Regions from separate parts of the Mus musculus genome. Here region 1 is linked to region 2. Evidence: chromatin contacts called from public promoter capture Hi-C data. All regions are on one chromosome and are shown on one strand. Each heading gives the region's core, a stretch centred on a gene start, on an enhancer-like site or on the middle of the called end of the contact. The rest is flanking DNA. Distances are from core to core; before and after follow the strand shown.

The links. Promoter capture Hi-C pulls out the DNA fragments that hold promoters and counts their contacts.
Region 1: a promoter capture Hi-C map of liver shows a contact between it and region 2, with 5 times the contacts expected there. The contact joins the enhancer-like site here to the promoter of Spp2 in region 2. A contact is called at or near these places in 10 of 39 promoter capture datasets (the 3T3-L1 cell line, the HPC-7 cell line, embryonic stem cells and 3 more), 1 of 115 datasets of contacts at active chromatin or transcription factors (double positive thymocytes) and 3 of 9 other capture datasets (adipose tissue, liver and macrophages).

The regions. Positions count from the first base shown.
Region 1 is chr1:88,860,121-88,863,357 of GRCm38.p6, reverse strand. No RefSeq gene overlaps it. Among named protein-coding and RNA genes, the nearest start is that of Platr5, 110 kb to the right of the region's middle. Within about 2 kb of position 1,642, at least 4 of the 459 cell types and tissues checked have an H3K27ac peak or open chromatin away from gene starts, as enhancers often do. A contact at or near this core is called in liver, where this site is marked.
Region 2 is chr1:88,405,191-88,408,364 of GRCm38.p6, reverse strand. It overlaps Spp2 (secreted phosphoprotein 2), which reads right to left and starts at 1,355. Exons shown (of 8, transcript NM_029269.3): 1 at 1,149-1,355; 2 at 924-1,048. The coding sequence starts at 1,215.

The sequences.
Region 1 (3,237 bases), core at 393-2,892, 450 kb before region 2:
GGCTTATATGCAAGGAGATCATTTCATTATGGTGGAGAAGACACAACAGCAAGGAGGAAATGCTTAGTAGTAGGAGGCCAGCTGGTTACATCGAATCCGCCATTATGTAGTAGTCAGTAAGCAGGAAGTGAGGCTGGGCTGTAAAGCTTCAAGCTCAGCTTCTACTTACACATTTCCTCCAGCAAGGCTCTACTTTCTAACAGTTGCACAACCCTCCCAAACATTGCCACTAGACGGAGACCAAGTGTTCAAACACATGAGCCTATGAGAGACATCTCACATCCACACCATCACACCATGCTGAGTACCTGCCTGCCCTCCATGACCGTCTCTCACTTAGTATACACTCACACATGGCTGTATTGTCTGTTCATTCTTGTTGTCCCATAAGACCATGAGGTCCAGGGGACAGGAGTCCATCAAATTTGTTACCTGCTACTTTATCTTTCAGTGAGTATCTCAGCAAATATATATATATTGAGGGAGAGGGGGAGGGGGGGAGGGGGAGGGAGAAGGAGAGGGAGAGGGAGAGGGAGAAGGAGAGGGAGAACAAGCGGCTCCTTCTCAAGGCTGATGTCTATCAACGCTTTTGTTAAACACCCCTAAAGGCCTCCAGTTTCCTATGAGATGAAGAAATCCATCCTTCTCATCTTCAGAAGCTTGCCTACCTGTCCTTAATCTGATTTCCAGCTATTGTCCACTTCCACTGCACCTCTCACCACTTCTGTGTCAGCATGTCACAGAATCTTAGGGAGAAGGAGGAAGGAGAGAGAAGAGAGGACGCCAAAGGAGGGGGTAGAAGGAATATGGAGCAGAAGCACAAGGTTTGGAGAAACCACAAGTTATAAGGGATCTCCTAGCTGGGGACTAGAGTAGTGCAGTGGTACATCTGCCCAGTCTAGAAGCACAGCTTGTATTCATATTTCTTTACACGGGCTTATTTTGGGTTGGAGATTTTACCACAACATACCATAACCCCACTCCCCAAGTCATGCCTTTAGAACCCTTTAAAGTTGTCATTATGGCTGTTGTCTCTCCTGCTTCTAGGAGCTCATGACATTTGCTACTGACACTCTAAAGTTTGTGTTCCCTCCCCACACTTTCTAGCAAGCAAACACTTGCATATCTTCCATTTCTATTTGATCTTAAGAGGGCAAATCTCTTAGCTGTTTTTGTATTCTTCCAAGTTTTCAACGTCTAAGAGTAGCTGAAGATTATGAAATGAGTGAGTACATATGTTAGAAGGGTGAGAATCTCTGGTTATAAGATGCTGCCACATGGATTGCTTGGTGCTTATGTGTCTCAGATTTGCTAATGTAAACCTTGCTTTTATAAAAAAGATTTATTTTATTTTTAATTACGTGTATGTGTGTGTGGTGTGTGTGTGTGGCAGTTTGTGCACATATAAGTATAGGTGCCAGAGGAGTGGAGAAGAGGGGATCAGATCTCCGAGAACTGGAGATACAGGCAACTGTTGCATCCCTGATATGGGTCTTAGGAACTGAACTTGGGTCCTCTGGAAGAGTGACACTTAACCACTGAGCCATTTCTACCAAACATTTAGTATCAGTAACTTTGGGAGGCCGTCAATTAGGAAAAACAATGAGAGCAAGAGGCAAAGGCTCCCCGGTGCACTGTGGCCTTTGCTCACCCTGGTCTCTGAGTTGCCTTTGTAGATGGGAAAGTGGCATAGCCTTAGCGGTGAGAAGAGAAGACAGACTGCTTTCATTTATTTTACATTATGCTTCAGAACCTAAATATAAATATTCCAACCGTTCATCTCAGCATGATTTGGTTATGGAAACATAATTGGAATTGTTTGAGAGATGCAGACGGCTTCTATTTTAGTCCTGGCACAGGAAATTTGTCCTTTGTCCATTTCTTGCCGTTTTGATTTATGTGAGGTTAAAAATTCATAACACAGGAGCCAACCCCGAGCAAACATTGTTCCTTGCATGAGCAAATTCAAACAGTCTCTCTGCTCAGGTTTCCGTACAAAGGCTCTGAAAGGAGGGTTGGAGCTGCCACAGATCTTATTCATGGACAGAAAACCTGTCAGTTTCTGTTAGGTGTGAGAGCAAGGGTCTCAGCCCAGGTAAGGAGGGGACAGAGCTTCTCTCTCTCTCTCTCTCTCTCTCTCTCTCTCTCTCTCTCTCTCTCTCTGTGTGTGTGTGTGTGTGTGTGTGTTTGTGTCAGCTGCCTTATGTTTGTTGTATTGCTCAATCCTCCCATAGTTCTATGATGTAACCCAATTCTTTTTAACTTCCAGAAGCACGGGGGGTTGGAGGGGAGACAAGTAGGAGAGAACCTGTCCGAGCCTACTCTGTAGGTGAGTGGTCTGGCAGCCTGGTCTGACCCTTGGGTCACATGGGTCCAGTACATGCTTGATGGATAAGGGACCTGCCCACAGTTCACTGCTCTTCATGTTGTTACCAAATACAGAGTCCCAGCTTGCAATCATGTGACTCCATAGACTTTTTAAAACACAGATGGGCAACTTCATTTTCTTCCCAGATATAACATGCTTGAGTCTTAAACTGCATGGACCATTCTCCAACAGTGTCCTATGTTGGGTCTTAAACTGCATGGACCATGCTCCAACAGTGTCCTATGCTCAGAAGGTGCCTTGGCCAAGTACAGATTCACTCCCCTAGCTCATGAACACTAGGTGTTCCACTCTGCTTCAAACTCATGGGGCTCTCACTGACCCTGTGCACAGACTGGACATGCACATCACTGATTGTCTGGAAGAAGTCTTAGAACCTGGGATCTGATTAAGTCAGTGTCATCTGCAATAGACCCTAGGGTGTCACAGTACCACTGCCCCTAGACTCTAAGCTCACCAGGATACCATGTAAGATCAGAGCCTGGAGAGCAGGTCCTAGCTGTGCATAGTTAATTCAAAAATTTCCCAAAGGTGGCCACGAGATACTAAGATGCTGAGAATGCCACCTTGTTCTAAGAATGGACAACAGTGCAGGAGAGACTAGATGGAGAAAGGACAGAAGAATGAACACATGATGGGTCTACTTGCCACCAAGGGCTTCAAACACATGATGGGTCTACATGCCACCGAGGGCTTCACACACAGGTGGTGCAGGTCTCGAGAGGATACTGTCACACCTGGAGACTCAACAGGCTCCATCTAACCTCTGTGGTAAAAGAGAGCACAGATTTCCTGGTCAGTGTAGGCCTGGACAGAGTCCTCCACTTCCTGCCCATGAACATGTAAACCTC
Region 2 (3,174 bases), core at 106-2,605:
GGGAGAAAGAAAACTTGGAACCAGTGTCTGCAAAAGGGGACCAAAGGGACATGTTTTACATGCAGTTGAGCTGGGAGAATGAAGTGTGTATGCTGTTGAGGAGCAGAGGAGCAGCTGAGTGTGAGAGGAGCAGCTGAGTATGAGAGGAGTAGCTGAGTGTAAGTAAGAGGTGGTAGCCTAGAATAGGGTGGAAAAGGGAGCAGCCAGTAGGAGCGGCCATGTGGCCTCTGTGTGGAGGTAGTGGCTGCTGACCACAAGGCTCTACTCATGTCTCCATGAGCTTGTCAGTCCTATTTCTTCTTCATGTCTGTCCCTACCTCCCTGTTAGCCCAGTTAAGCCTATAAGAAGACAGAGAGACTCCTCAGGGAGCAGGAAGGAGAAAGGCCTCTCTATGATCCTGTTCTGCTTCCCCCTCACTTTGGCCACAGTGAGTCACAGCAAGCCCGAGATAATGTCTCTTTCCCAAGTTCTCTAGGTGATCGGGAAACAGCACTATCAAGTCCACCAGAGTGGGTGGGTTTCATGGACTCAGAAGCCAGCGTTTCTTTCCTATAAACACTGGTAGCCCAATGCTGAGTGGGGAGAGAGTCTCTTTCTCATTAGGCAGCACCTCCCAATCAAACAGCATCACAAGGACTTCTGGGATCTTCACCCCAAACCAGGACACACACAGAGAAAAGCCGAGGTCAGAGGGAAAACACAGAGGGAAGAATCAGATGTCCCAGGAAGCTTTGACAGCCTCGGGACAACAACAACAACAAAATGTAATTAAATCTCTTCTCAGTCCAAAAAGTCAGCATGGAAGAGGACAGACTGTGATCATTGTAAACAGAAGAATAATCTACTCAACAAAGTAGGTGAAGTCAAGACGGGGGCGGGGGTGGTAAAAAAATGGCTCAGGGAGGTATCTCCATTCACTTACTCTCTTCAAGGAGCTCCGGGTCGCCCGAAACAGGTAAGGACTCAGGGACTGCGAGTTCACCTTTGCCACTGAGGCACTGAGAGCTTCCTGCAGAGAGGAAGGGTCGTAGTCGTACACCGGGAAACCTAGACAGCAAACACACAGGCCACAGTGAGAGAGAGATGAGGCACCGAGAGGGCTGTGATCACCTAGGGCAGGTGGCCAGCGGTGGCATGTGTCCTTTACCTGTGGCACACCAGTAGTGCATGCCCAGCACCAACAAAGCCAGCGTCTTCAGCATTGCCTGCTCCATACTGAGAGGATGGCGACCCAGAGTCAGGGAGACGGCCTCTCTCCAGGCTTCTGGATGACAGCTCTTTCAGAGGGTGGCTGTCTTATTCTTGTCACCTGTGACCTAGCTGCCCTGGCTGGCTGGAGCAATCTGGAACCTCAGTAGAGATGATTGATTCCGGTGTCAATATTTACTGCTGACTTTTCCTGTGGAAAAATTCCAGACTGAGGCCACTTTTGAAGTTTGGACCTCTCCGAGGGACTTTATCCCACAGCAGGAGACATTCAGAGAGGCTTGGGTCTCCCTGTATAATGTTTATCTTCTCTCTTTGCATTTTGTTCTTTGGGGGAGGGGACATAATTGTGGACTCAACAAAACGGTGACTTTAAAGCTTGTGCATCTAGTCCTTTCCCAGGTCCTCAAAATCCTTCACCCTCCACCTCTCAATGCCAGAGTCCTCCCTTCCTAGAGACTGCACTCACGCGGAGTGATTTTCCTGTTGGCTTAGCTCTGCCTGCCACCTCCACTACAGAGGCCATGGTTCAGAAACCACAATGGCCGTGTTTGTGATAGGGAGAGTAATGAAGCATGCAGCGGATGAGTGAGTGTATGAGTGCACCAGGTCTCACTCAACTGTCTTTCAGGTCTTTCATTTGAAGCTGGCGCTAACTTCTGGTGTATAACAAGTACCCAGAGCGTAATACCACAAGACAATGACCACTGGAATTTGTAATTCCGTTACTTTTAACCTGGTTTGAACTCAATTCCATTAGAGTCTTCCAGATTGAACTAATGTCACCATCTGGCTCCAAACGCTCTGGACTCATTAAATGAACTGCAGTAATAAAAGCAATTGCAGATGAGCGGAGGAGATGAAGGGAACAACAGCATCCTGTTGCCAGCACTGAGCTATTGATTTTGCTTGACGTTTGCTGGGGTGAGGGAGGGGGGGACCACTGCATTTCTCAGATTCTCTTGGCTATAATTAAGTGTTAGCACCAGGCGTGCAGGGTGGGCTCTGATGGAAGCTAGAAAGCAATGACTTTTAAAATGCCCCTGCAGAATTCCATCATGTCTTGTAAACCCAGAAGATTAAATATAAGCCATCCAGTCACGCTCATGCTATGGTGATTTCTTGTTCTTCCTCCGGTTTGCAGAAATGTGTGCCTCCATCATCCCAGTGATTTTCTGCTATTCCAGCCCCCAAATACTCGGTCAAAGTATTCAAAATTGGGTGGCAGTAAGTGAAGCATTGTATAGCCCTGCACACAGTCCCTGGAAATTTATATAAAGTACATCACAGACCATTTAACAGGAGTACCTGGGAACACACTGAGCAAGAACCGATGGGCTATGGCTGCATCGTAAATGAAGATGCATTACTTTCCAAGGTCATTTCCTCTTTCTCATCCTCCCCATCATATTATTTGCACTGGGGTGGGATCACTAAATTTAGAACAAATGTAAAAATGGAATCTTCAACTGATCCCTAAACCACGAACTTCACAGCTGCCTTCTGATTTCTTATAGCATCACGATTGCTAAACTGAGCTCCGTCACTAAGAGTCTGCTTTCTGTCCTCATCTCAGTATTTCTGGGTTCTGGAAACGTCAGTGGTGCCATCAGAATAGGCATCATGCAAAGACCCCAGATAGCTTCAGCACCACCTAGGACTTTCACTGAAAATGTGTACCTTCCAGACCCACCCAGAAGGACCCAACAGAGACTCCAGAGAGAGGACCAGTTGCCTTTATTTGACAAACCCTTCTCCCACCTCTCTTTCTCTCTCCCCCTTCCTCTTCCTCTCCCCCTCTCCTCCTCCTCTCCCTCTCTCTCCATGTGATTCAGATCCACACCCATGCCTGAGAAATGAGAATACATACAGAACAGAGATTCTCAGCCAGGGAACTTTGCCCCTGTGAGTGTTATGGCTTGAATATGAAATGCGGCTCCCCACCCCACCACTCCGTCCCACTGCCA